Regions from separate parts of the Zea mays genome. Here region 1 is linked to region 2. A link is a contact called in public Hi-C data. All regions are on one chromosome and are shown on one strand. The core of a region is the stretch at or near the end of the contact, and the rest is flanking DNA. Distances in the headings are between cores, read along the strand shown.

Region 1 (6,482 bases), core at 1,999-4,498, 97 kb after region 2:
CTGAAGTTCATAGTTGTTTTGATCTCATTTTTCTTTCTGTTCTGAGTGAAGCTGAGTTTTCCGCATCTACATCTCTCTACAATTGTGACGGTCAAGCCACCCATAATTGTATATGAAAAATTTGTTGTGGTGCACCCTATATGAGAAACCTAGGTCCACCATTGCCCTGAGGCATCTCCATGCCACAATTGAGATACCATCAAGGTCCATCGCCTTACCCCTTTCATCCTTTTCAATGGTTATCTAACCTCTGAATTTTGGATCCTACGCATAAAGCGCATATTGGTGTCATCAAAAGAATCATCCCCCTAAAAGGTTATGTCCTCATTCTACATAATGAACAAATTCTCAAATACTTTACCATCTATGTCTGATCTCATCCTCCACCAAGAGGTGCTCTGTTTCATCCTTAATGCATTTGACTTATTTAAAGTCCCTTCTCTCTCTCACGAACCCTAGCTATTATACATATGTCATTCTCTCCTTCCTTCATACTCAAATGTTGATAAAGATCCTCATACGTCCTACCCTTTACCACATTTACAAGTTGTTTTGCGGTCTCCTTTGCTACCTTATACTTCTCTATGTTGTCCACACACTTGTCATGGTACAAATGTATATAAGCATTCTTTCTTCTCCTTAGTAGCACTTTGAACTTCCTCGTTACACCACCAAATACCTTTAGCTTTGCCTCCACTCCCTTTAGTTGCTCCACACGCCTTTGAGGCTACCTTCTGAATGCAAGTTGCCATCTTCCCACATGTGTCTGTGTCATCTTCTTCCTTCCAAGTGTCCTCTTTGATGGCCATTTCCTTAAGACTTCTAAGGTCTCTCCTTTCAGGTTGCCATCTTCTCACATGTGTATGTGTCATCTTCTTCCTTCCAAGTGTCCTCTTTGATGGCCCTTTCCTTAAGACTTCTAAGGTCTCTCCTTTCAGTTTCCACCACTTTGTTTTCGTAATTTTGGCTTATTTATCCCTACGGACACACCTGAAAAGCCACCATAAGTTTATGTTGAGAGACAACACACTACCCAGGTATCACCTTGCCATGCAATCCAAGCATGCTCGTTTATCTTCTTTTCTTGTGAAGACAAAGTCAATCTAACTAGAGTGTTTGCCCTACAGATCACTAAATGATATTCACTCTTCCTAAAGAAAGTGTTGGCTATCAACCTATCAAAAACTACCACAAAGTCCAAGACTTCCTCTCCCTCCTAATTCCTACTACCATACCCAAAACCTCCATGAACCGCCTTGAAACCTGCATTTGTTGTACCTACATGCCCATTGAGATCTCCTATGAAAAGCTTCTCGCTAATAGGTATAGCTCTAATCATGTTATCTAAGTCTTCACAAAAAGGCCCTTAGCACTTTCATCTTGGCCTACTTAGGGGGCATACGTGCTAATTACGTTCAAGACTAAATCATCCACGACAAGCTTCACTAAGATAATCTTTCTCCTTGTCTTCTCACATCCACCACACACTAGGCTCTTATCAATCAAAACTCTTACTACATTTCTATTTGCAGCCGTCCCTATGTATCAAAGCTTGAAGCCAGTATTGTTCACCTCCTTCGCCTTTTGACCCTTTCATTTAGTCTCTTGAATGCATAAGATATTTTACACGCCTCCTAGTCGATGTCTCAACTAACTCTCTTAACTTACCTGTAAATGATGCTACATTCCAACTACCTAAATGGATCTCAGTTAGTCCGACTAGCTTCCTTACCCTTCGCACCTGTTGGTGATGTAAAGACCCTTGCACATTTTTACTACACTCGGGCGCCGATGTAGCGACGTAGCACACAACTAAGGAAGCAGCGACTCGATCCTTATATAACATCGTGCCCAAATCACAACACGACGCGTCACCAAAGGGATGTTGAATCAACCCTTGCCCATTTAACACCATGCTCGGGTTCTGATATGGAGCGTCACTAAGAGAGTTACATAGAGACATGTCATGGCTCAAGCAGTGAACTGCCAGATGACAACATAACCTCAGGGTATGACAATAACAAAATTCTCCCTACACTTAGCATGGACATCAATAGCCAGAGCCAGAAAAGACCATAAGGACTGTGTACAGGAATATACAGTGTTTGAAAAATGTATGCTTCCAGTATAGATTGAAATATAGTGCACAAATTTGGCAAGCCTATTTGGTACTTGAGCAATAAGAATGGTGGTAATTGGAAGCCTGCGTCCATGCAGCCGGGCTCACGCGAGCATGGCCCAGCACATACGCCGCTTTCACGCGTATCCCCAGGTGCAGGTTAAAGACTTCCGCAAATACATAATCTGCACCGATGCATGCGTGCTCAACCATCTCCATGCGGGCAACTGGATACATTTAGAGGCCCAGTCAACGCATGTAGTGAGCCAGGCTACCACGGGACGCACAACCAAACAGAAACAGGCAAACACACGCAATGTGAATTGTGAAGATGAAGATAAGAATGAAACAATAATAGCTCCTCATTCTTGGTAAGGTTACAATAAAACAGTAACACTGCCTCCCTTAAAGATGACCACACAGTTTAGAATATCAATATATAATCAAAACAAGAATGAATAAATTAAACAGAAACTGTAATTATTCAATAACTGAAAAAACAACCAGCTTAAACTGGGATGGCTATTTAGACACTTGTGTTCGTTTGTTACGAATATGATATATGTTTCCCGTTTCAATTAACAGTTCCCCATCTATCTGTATTTGTATGCATATCTGGTAAGAAACAGAAGTACGAACTATTCTGTGTATCACAAGATTTCACGATTATTTAGGCAACCTAAACGGATAAATGAAATGGAATGTATTCTCGTGCTTCTATAACGATGAATTGTCAGAGTAAATCCGCTGGCGTCGTAAACGTGTCGCATATTTGCCACGCGAATGAAGCTTAATCCAGCAAATCAAAATCACATCTACTTGTTCAGCTTAGTAAACGGGAAATCCCTAGAGATACAAATCTAATCCAGCTACTGGCCCGACGGACAGGAAACTAGATCGAACCCTAAATTGATGGTAAAAGAAGTAGGCGAAGCTTTATTGGGGGTAAGGGAGGAAGGAAAGACCTTGCGCTGCTTCCAGGAGAGGAATTGTGCTGCAGATATTGGCTGCGCCCTTGCCGTGGTTGCGGGCTCGCCGGTGGCGGGCAGCGGCGGGGGAGTACCCTCTGCTTCCTCCGCTCCCATCGCGAGAATATGCGAATCTCTGGGGAAAGGGAAAACGGCTGGATTACCGAGAAAAAAAAACTACGAAACGGATCAGGCCCTAATCAAACCGGAAAGCCCTGTTGTTGAGGGCGCCTTTGTTGAGTTCCTACCAAAACGTATTTTGGGCTTACGAGGCACCTTTTGGGAGAGGCCCGCTACCTAATTCTTTGAACTCTGCTCATTGATTCTTTGATGAAGTGATTCTATTCCTAAGAGAAAGCACGGTTAGAAGGTGATGAGAATTCCATCATAATACGGAGCTTGGTGAAGCACATTTTTTAGCTCCCAGCATGAATGAAGAAATAATTCTCGTATGATCCCTACTTAATACGGACTTTTGGCAGAGCTCCGCTACATAATTATCTAGCTTCGAGTGTTGATTCTTTAATATAATAATTTTGAATAATTCTCTAGCAGAAGTGAATCCATCTGATAAAATTTGTTTGGCAAATAATTTGTAAAGTGAGTGGGGAGCAAGTTATGAGTGACGAGAAGCTAGTTTTTTTACTCTCACTTTCTAGTACAAAAGGAGACTGCATTCACTCTGCCTCCGATAGTAGTTCCGTTTTTTGTCGTTTGGCTGTGCGGAACTCGAAAGTGATTTGATTTTCGCTGAAAGTGGAGCTATGTGAGCTCCGCCAAACGTCCTCTTAGAGCTTTTTTGGTTAGGGATAGATTGAAGGTAATTGGAGATATTTAATCCTCGCCTCAGATTCGAATGGAACCGAACAAGGTTTAGCTGTTTGGCTTGGGAACAAGGTTTAGTTGTTTGGCTTGGGAACTTTGCCAAATGGCCCATGAGCCTCCATACTCACATGAACGTTTTAAATCTAATATAGTGGTGAACATTTTAATAAAGTCAGTATTTTTTCGTCTCTGGTAGAATCCCTACTACTACGAAGAACGCAAGAGGTAGGCTGCCACCTTTGGTTCTGTCTCCCATGAATGTACACCGTTATTGCCCACGCCATCCTGTCGCCCCCCTCCCCCGATATTGCGTCGTCCCTCCCCACGCGCGGTGTAACTGACCTCGCTCCAATCGCTCGCCTACGACCATCGTGCCACACCTCTCCACCATCGACGACGACCCTCACCATGTGCGGTCACCTTCCTCACACGCATCTCCCGCCCGTGCCACCACTCCTACTGTAGGAAACGGTGACGTCTAAAAGGTGGTGAATTAGAACTTCTAAAAACTATTCTCTAAACTAGGCCACAATTAAATCCATAGAGTAAAACATATGCAAATTAACAATTTAGAATGTGCAAACTAGGTTTTTTTGTAAGTATCGCTATCTAGTCTAAGTTTTAATCCTAAATATTTGTCGGCGTTTTGGACCCGCGAGGACCCTCAACCGACTAGTGAATTTGTCGTTGCGTGCCCCTGCCCAGATGGGTTGATGCAAGATGAAACACAAGAGGGCGGATGAGGCTTATATTATCTTGCACCGGGGTGCTCGTAGTAGGGGTTACAAGCGTCGCGAGAGAGAGAGAGGGTCTGGCCCTGAGGTGAGCTGTCTGAGTTAGCCTCCTCCGCGTTTCTCCCACTCTGTCTGCCTCTGCTCGCCTTGCTCCTGCTCCCACCTCCCTTCAGGAAGGCCCTGGATATCCCCTTTTATAGATACAAGGAGATGGTCCAGATGTACAATGGGGGTGTAGCTATGCGCTAACGTGGCCGGTGGAGAAGTGCTTGAGCCCTGTGTACGTGCTAACGTGGCCGTCGGAGAAGTGCTCCACCCTGTAGAAGCGCAACTGGCGGTGCGGCATGGATCCTGCTGACGTTTCCTTGCTTCCGTAGGGAGCTGAGAACCATCGACGTCATGGACGCATGCGGGGAACCATCATTACCTGCTATCGGAGTAGTTTGATGTGACTTTGGTCTTGTTCCTTCGTAGCAAGGAGTGGCTAGCTAGCAGTAGGGTAATGATGTATCCCCTGTAGTGTAGTTGATTCCGAGGCCAAGGTTGGGCGAGGTGGTGACTTCTCCCGAGGCTGAGGTCGGGCGAGGATGTGACTCCTCCTGAGGCCGAGACTGAGGTCGGGCGAGACGGGGACCTTCCCCCGAGGCCGAGGCTGAGGCCGAGGCCTGGGGTCGGGCGAGGCGGAGACCTTCCCCGAGGCCGAGGCTGGGGCCAAGGCCTGGGGCCGGGCGAGGCGGAGCTCCCTGTTGCGCCCGAGGCTGAACTCGGGGGAGGTCGTGACTCACTTTTACCCTGGTGGTTGGCACAGTAGTCGGAACGGGGTGAATAGCGTTGTTTTCCTGTCAGAACGATCAGTAAAGGGGCAAAGTGACTGCGGTCACTTCGACCTTGCCGACTGAGCCGTGTGTGTCAGGATAAGGTGTCAGGCGATCCCCGCATTAAATGTGCATGCAATACGGTCGGTTGGTAAGGCGATTTGGCCGAGATCGCTGTACGATAAAGCTTGCCCGAGATGGGCTTCGGGCGAGCCGAGGGTGCGCCCACTGCCTGAGGATGCCCTCGGGCGAGGCGTGAATCCGTCTGGGACTACTGTTCTTGCCCGAGGCTGGGCTCGGATGAGATCGCGTCCCTTGGTATACGAGGCCTTGACTTGAACCGTGCCTATCAGTCTTTACGGTTTGTTCTGAAGATGTTTTCTAGCCATGTTAAGGAGTATTGGGGGTACCCCTAATTACGGTACCCGACAGTAGCCCCCGAGGCCTTGGAGGAGTGATTTGACTCCTCTGAGGTCTTAATTCTTTCTGTGATGCCTCGGTCGGCCTTGTTGTTCCCTCATGCGGCCTGGCCGTGGCCCGGGTGCACGGTCAGGCTCTGAGTTTTTAAGTTGGTTTGTTGACGTGGTCAACAGTTTGGCCGTAGCCTGGTGCGAGAGCAGCCCCCGAGCCTCTGCACGGAGCGAGAGGACGATCAAGGACCGTCTCGACTTTTATTGTACGCCCCTTCGTCGCCTTTCCGCAAGGAGGAACGGGGGAAAGCGCTATGTTACCCTCGGGGGGCACCGAACACGGTGTTTCCAGTGAGTTGCTAACGGGTGATCTGAGTGGACGCCCGAGCCCCGTTTGATAAGGGTCGGCTAGTGGCCCGGAGGCGCGCTCCAAAAGTACCTGCAGGTGATTTGCTGGACCCGGACCCATTTGATAGGGTCTGAGGGCTCGGTGCCTCTCTCCGGTGGGATTCCATTACAAATCGTTCCCGCTGGTCTCGTAAATGTCCTAGGGTACCTCGGAGCGTAGCCCGAGCCTCGACCATGTAACGGACGTACCCAGGGTCATCCTT
Region 2 (6,721 bases), core at 1,563-4,062:
TTGGCAAGGCCATAGGCGAGCCGGCAGTAATTGTCGCAACAGGCGCGCGGGAGCAGCGGTCCAACCACCAACCAGACTCTGGTCCCACCTGCAGGCTCGCATCCTCCCCTGAGGCGGGCCCGGGGGCCACTGTCGGTACCCTAAATCAGGGGTACCCTCTTCTATAGCATGAAGACGCCGCACCCATGCGACGACTCCTAGCCACACGGGGGATGGCGCCTGACCCCACCACATGGGCAAGACAAAGGGCGTCACATGGCAAGGAGAGACAACATATCCCAGTAAGTCCGAACCACCACAAAAGGACACCGAACCCCTATACATATAAGTCTGGAGCCTCCGGATAGGTCCGAACCCCAGCAGGATCCCAGAACAAGGAGGACCCTGGTATGAGCAGGGGTCTGGTGCTGACACGTGTCCGGGCCTTGCTCTCCACTTCCCACTCAGGCGGAGGCCCGCTGCTTGTGGCCCATGACATAAGCTATCGGGCCGAGCCTGACGTAAAGTTGTGCAGCCCCTGCATTTATTGAGGAAAGGACGCGCCGCCTGCCACTACACTGACGGGCGACGTGCCCTTTCATCATTTATTGCGTCCCATCCCATCCGCTGGCAGGCGGAGTCAAGGTCATCCAGCAGGCGGCGTGCCTGCTGGGTCTGTTGGCAAACAGTGCGCCCGTACCGAGCGACGCGTTATACTCGTCTTCTCTTCTACAAGAAGCTTCCCCTGCACGCCGAGGATACGGAGACTTGGGCGCCAGGGCACAAGAAGATTGTCTCGGCAACAGACATTAGTAGGCTTCAAGCACTATATTCTTTATGTCCCTGGGCCCACATGTCGGGGCCCAGTCCCTTTGTGCATACCCCCCTTCAGCTATAAAAGGGGAGGCATGCGACGTTACAGACAGGCTCTCAGTCCTATCTTTAGGCAACTTCACACACAACCTCAGACTCGCTAGCTCATACACGCTCTCAAGCAATACATCTCACAGTGGAGTAGGGTATTACGCTCTGGCGGCCCGAACCACTCTAAACCCTTGTGTGTTCTTGTGTTCTTCCCCTTCACTCCAACGATCAAGCGAAACACCTAAGCCCCTCCTCATCTCAGGACTTAGGGCGGGTGCACTCCACCACCCGGCCGGAGATCTACTCTTCGACAGTATTAAATCACTCATAAGAAGACTAAAATGTTCCTTAACATTCTTCCACCATTAGTGCAACTGAAATAAATGAGAGACAAAAGGTGGAATTAATATGTTTTAGTCCCTTTTAGTCATCCCTTGAGAGACTAGAGACTAAATCAGTTTACTTCTTATTTTAGTTTCACTCTTTGGCTAACTAGGGACTAAATGAGACTAAAATGGATGGACTAATCTTTAGTCACTCAAACCAAACGGGACCTTAAACTGATTTGTGCACCAACTCAAACGGAAGGTCCACGCTGATTTGTCTGTGACCTCGTAAAGACTATCTCCAACAACGTTCTCTATTTCTATCCTCTATATATGTTCTTTACAGTCTGCTCTAAAAAATTCCATTCTCTATATCTTCTTCCTCTCCAACAACGTCCTCTAAATTACGTTCTCTATACGCAATACTTATTTTAGAGATATTTTTAATTTTTAATTTTTGTACATACCTATTTTTCATACTCTCAAATGTATTGTACATATTTTAGTTTTGCTAAACCGGTTGTTTAAAGTATTCGAATGGATAGAGCAGATGAGAGAGAAACACTATATATAGTGTCGATTTAACGTGGGCTTGGACCAAATTAATATTCAATAATAGTCAATGCTAATGATCCACTTTAATGCTATGGTGTACTAATAATTTAGCACCATGTTGAAAGTTCAAGGGACAAATAATTCAACTTAAATAGGTGGACCATTGCGCATCTATTGAAAATTGAGAAAAATGAAGCAGTGCCACACGCGCGCGCCCTCCGCCGCCGGCCGGGCGTGGCTTGTGGTAGATCGAACCTTGGTCCGAATATTTCTTTCAAACGGATGCGCATTTACCTGGAGTGATGACCGTCATGATGACCTTCCTCAGTTTCTAGTTCTAATGGCGCGACTGTTACTGTCTGTTGTCCTTCTCCTCTCCTTCTAGTTGCGTATAAGAATTAATCGAGGGTGAGGACGCTCTTCCGGACACACGCGCGATCTCTTACACGTATTGTAAACAGCACGTTCCCGTCCCACCTTCTGCGAGCACAGAGAGAGTGGGAGAGCAGGCCTCCGAAATCGCCGCCCGTGGAGGTACACTTGCACGGGTGTGCGTGCGATCAGGTTTTTTTGGAAGCGTACTCGTGACTGCTTGCTTCATCCGTTCGACCAGAAGCGCTTCGTCTACTTCTGTTGTTCGTCTTCCAGCGACCGTTCGAGGGACTGCATGGCGTATATATTCCTGCATCGACTGTGTACGACTCCATCGAACATACACACGAGATGTCTCGTGTGAATGGAGCCACTGATACCTTGAGCATCGGTCCCTCCGTAGGGGTGCTTTCTGTTGTACTTGTCCATGTTTTATTTATATTTATTACTTATGCGAGTAGTGATACATTCATATACGCACCTATATAACACTGCTCTTCTGAATTTAAATTAAAATTAATAATGTCTAGTTTTCTAATACACAGAGGATCCAGTCGTCGCAAAGAGGAGGGGACGGCAATCTTATCTACAATTTAAAGTACAGTACGCCAGTCTAAATCCAGTCCGCTTGAGGTCGGAACACCTACGCCGCGCGTATCCCGTGACGGGTGAGCCCCACACGGTGCCCAACCCAACGCCGCGCCCACACCATTCACGCGCGCACGCGGTACGAGACACCGCTCGCTGGGTCCCGCGGGCCATGTGGATTTCCAAGCGAGCGCGAACGTCCTGCGTGACGCGCCGCGGGAGCCGGACGCTGACCCTTAAACCGTCCCGATCCGCGCGAGATACTAGTACTAGGATAATAGGAGACCGCATCGCCCGTTTGCAGATGCCGTGGCCGCCGGACCCCCACCGCGTCATTTGGAAGAAAATGCCGTGGGCACGACCAGCTGGCGCCGCCTTGGAGACATGGAATCCCGCACGTGGAGTTCAAACCCCCGCAACTACCCATGCCGATCCAACTTAAGGCTGAATTTAATTCAAGCGATTTTAACTAGTATTAGACTATCTCTAGTATATCCCCAATATCATACATTATTTTAAAAAAATTCTCTACAAACAGTGGTATTATCTATAGTTTCGTGTCCCCGATTTTCCACACTATATTGGAGACATTCTTAGTCTATTCTCGGTTATAATTTCCAATACCGCCACATCAACTTTCAACAACCGCAGAGTTCCGTCCCCATAAAACCCTATCACCTCCCATAAAACTCTCAATGGGAGTTGCGTGGATCATCAATGAGAGTGCAATTCTCAACGGGAGTTTCATACTCATTAAATATGGTGACACATCACCATGCTTGGTGACATGACAGTGCAATTATAAGGAGAGATATAGAGAGAGTTTCACTAAGTATACAAACTACCTAAAATATCCCTATTTAGTCCTTAAACTTGGGGACCTCTCGCACACTTCCAAATTTCCAATAGCCTATTTTGCGCGTCAATCACACTGTAAAATCATTTGTCCGGCATCAAATTTGCACTATGTACAAGAAATGCACTTTGAATTGTATGAGTTGCGAAAAAGATGGATTCATCATCCTCATCTGACAAGTCTGAAGATGACCCATCCAAAAATTTAGAGAAAAATGACCAACCACGATTCACAACAGAATGAAAAATATCAATAAAGAGAAGAACGATTATTATTAAACGTTATCATACAAATAAAACCTAATTTGAAGTTACAGGTAATAACTAGAAAAATCGAGTTATCCTAATTTAAAAATATTTAATAACCTAGGAACTGGGAACTGTTGGAGACTATGGTTGATTTTGTTTCCAATATGTGTTTAGCGACATGCTAAATCTGAGTTTAGAAAGTCTTTTTTTACGAACTAGTGGAGATGCTCTTAGTCGCACTAGAGCAAGTATAATGATGTAATCAGACTCTAAGGCATCTCATGTCAAATTTATGGTGACATGGAATGAAGATAAAATGGAGAGAGAAAGTGTGTTGTTCACTAATAGCCAGCTGAAAGTGAGACTCCAATATAGCTTGCTATGAGTTATATTATTAACCTTGCTCAGCTATTGATCACATTATGGACTCCGCTATCGACCATCATTAGCTCTTATCTACTGTAGCGCTCTAATATATAGCATTTACCATCAGGCTGCAACAACTTCGATGCTCCATCAGTTTTTCTTTTTAGATTGGGAAAATATAATTCGATCATGTAATTAAGTAAAAATTACATAATCAAACAAAGTAAATAAAATAAAAATGACATAGTTCATAAAAAATGATAAATACTAGTCCCCTCGTTGTCGTCATTCTCCACCTCTTCTTTCCCATCTAGTTTTAATTGCTTGATCAATTTTTTTACAGTCAACCTGTGGGTCTTATTTTATGACATCGTCTATAACGGCGGTGGACTAATCCAGCAACTTGGTGAAATGCTCATACAATTTTGATCAGACTTGACATCTCATTGGCTTTGTAGAGCTTGTTCATCATGCTATTCTCCATAACAAGGGACTCGCTCGTACTTGTTGCTAGCCTCTTCCCTTTGCATTGAGCTCTTGCCCTATCACAATCAATAGGGCATGTTGGTCCGATGTTTTCCAACAATGCAAAGCTATAATCACCTTCCATGTTGAGACATGATCGTTTGATCATATAGCTGCTGTCGTCCACCCTGTCACACACACCACTTAGGCTAATGGCGAAGAGCACATCATGTGTGCTCCAGCTTGAAGTCTGTTTCATCAGACCTGTTGTGGAAGCTCTCGTTTCTCACTTTCAATAGCATAACATCATCTAATCTGCTCGGTTAGAACGTATACAATCGGTTCTATATGTTGTTGAAGAGGCTGATCTTGCGATTTCTCGTGGACCACCAATTCTTCAGCTGCTTAGGGGTACGATGGGGAGGAGGTTCGACTATGAAGTTGTACTTAGACACTATTTGGCCCCAAATGGTCGAGCCCTTTCTGCAGTTGCCCTCAATAGGATCAACAAAGTACAATAGCCACACATGGACATATAAATTTATAAACTCAAAATTTGTTCTCAATTTAAAAAGTGGGTACAACTTATAAAAATATATATATATATATATTTACTAATCTTCTGTCCTCCGTCTTAGTCTAGTCCCGTTGCCGTTAGAAATATGACACACTAGAGTACTTAGATTGGTTGGAGGCTGCATCGCTATGACCGGGCCCAAGGAGGTCACAAACTTGTGTAGGAGTGCTAGATTGGCTCAGCTGAGACTGAAGAAGGACAACTCCCGTCTGAAAAATGAAGAACAAGTGAATGAGAAAGAAATGGACCTGGAGTAGTCTAACCAAGATGAAGTGGTCACAGCCGGTGAGCTAGCTATACAGGAGCAAGAAACATGCATGGAACCATGCATGATTGATGTTGATGCCCTTATCTTGTACTTTCCATCGTCGTATTATTACCGGTTTACCATTATCCTAATACGTAGTTGTTGCCTTGATAGGATAAGGGCATTTACAGTGGTGTTTAATGTGGGGGCTCTTAAGGTGTTTTAGGGGGTTATTTGCAAAAAAATCTTAGAGCCATCTCTCCGTGAAGAGACGCCTCTGGCTCGTAAACCAAGTAACAACAGACGCATCACTTGCCACTGTACAAATTTGTCGTCTGTTCTATCGATCTGATGCTATACAAATACATTTAATTCTGTATTTATTAATAGACTACGTTTATAGACACTCCATTGTACAATATAGTCTCTTAGTTGTCTCCTGTGCTTGGAAAACCGTTTTGGTGTCTCTCCACTGTACATGCCCTAAGAACTCTAGCCTTTAGCATTTAGATATTGGCCTATGTGAGCCTTATGACCTTTGACCGTGACTTGTGGCGGCTTATACGATCGAGGCATGCAGTTGGGAACTAGTTTTATTAATTTGTCACACTCATGTTGACGTGTGGCGGCTATTTGTGTTTCAAGTTTCAACCTTTGAACTGAACTGTAATGATGTTGTCGTATAACGGTGAGACGGTGGTTCAGTTTTCCAAATACAAGAGACAGTTACGAAACTGTAAGATATGAGACTTTAGACCATAAATACAACTAAGAGACAATATGTATAGAAAATTGTGTAGGACCGTATCTTGTATTTTTTTCAATTAGCCTATACGGACCTCTCGAGAGAATCTATATTAAATAGAGTTGCGCGTGTCCTAATGATTATGTTTGTGTCAAGTATACGTCTCTTAATTATCACTACCGGACACAGCTGGTTTGGCAAAGCCAAAAAAAACCGCCTGATTGAAGCTCTGATTGAAGCTAGGTAGTTGTATTTTTTAAAATACTTCCACGTACGCATGGACCATGCATGCACGTCAGTACATGTACATCACATAGAAAAACTAGTCTGTTGTGTCGCGTTGTGGCTGGGTGAGGCAAGCGCGCGCTGACTCGATCTCGTATGCATGCATCTTCTCGTTCGTCATACATACACATGCTGATCCATATGTACGTACTACGCATTAATTCAAATAGCTAGCTGAGTCATCAGTCTTGGTCGGGAGGACGCCCTAAGCAGCCAGCCAGCCAGCCAGGAACGTGGTCACGTTCCGT

What was found. Hi-C and Micro-C count contacts between places; a contact is called where the count stands out from the background.
Region 1: a contact with region 2 is called in a Hi-C map of leaf, with 3 times the contacts expected there. The contact joins the promoter of LOC100275303 here to the enhancer-like site in region 2. A contact is called at or near these places in 5 of 25 Hi-C or Micro-C datasets (ear, endosperm, leaf and 1 more).

The regions. Positions count from the first base shown.
Region 1 is chr1:66,701,875-66,708,356 of Zm-B73-REFERENCE-NAM-5.0, forward strand. LOC100275303 (zinc finger CCCH domain-containing protein 15 homolog) reads right to left here and starts at 3,249. Exons shown (of 2, transcript NM_001331166.1): 1 at 3,085-3,249. The coding sequence starts at 3,204.
Region 2 is chr1:66,605,684-66,612,404 of Zm-B73-REFERENCE-NAM-5.0, forward strand. No RefSeq gene overlaps it. Among protein-coding and RNA genes, the nearest start is that of LOC103635822, 32 kb to the left of the region's middle. Within about 2 kb of position 2,813, at least 19 of the 20 cell types and tissues checked have an H3K27ac peak or open chromatin away from gene starts, as enhancers often do. A contact at or near this core is called in ear, endosperm, leaf and 1 more, where this site is marked.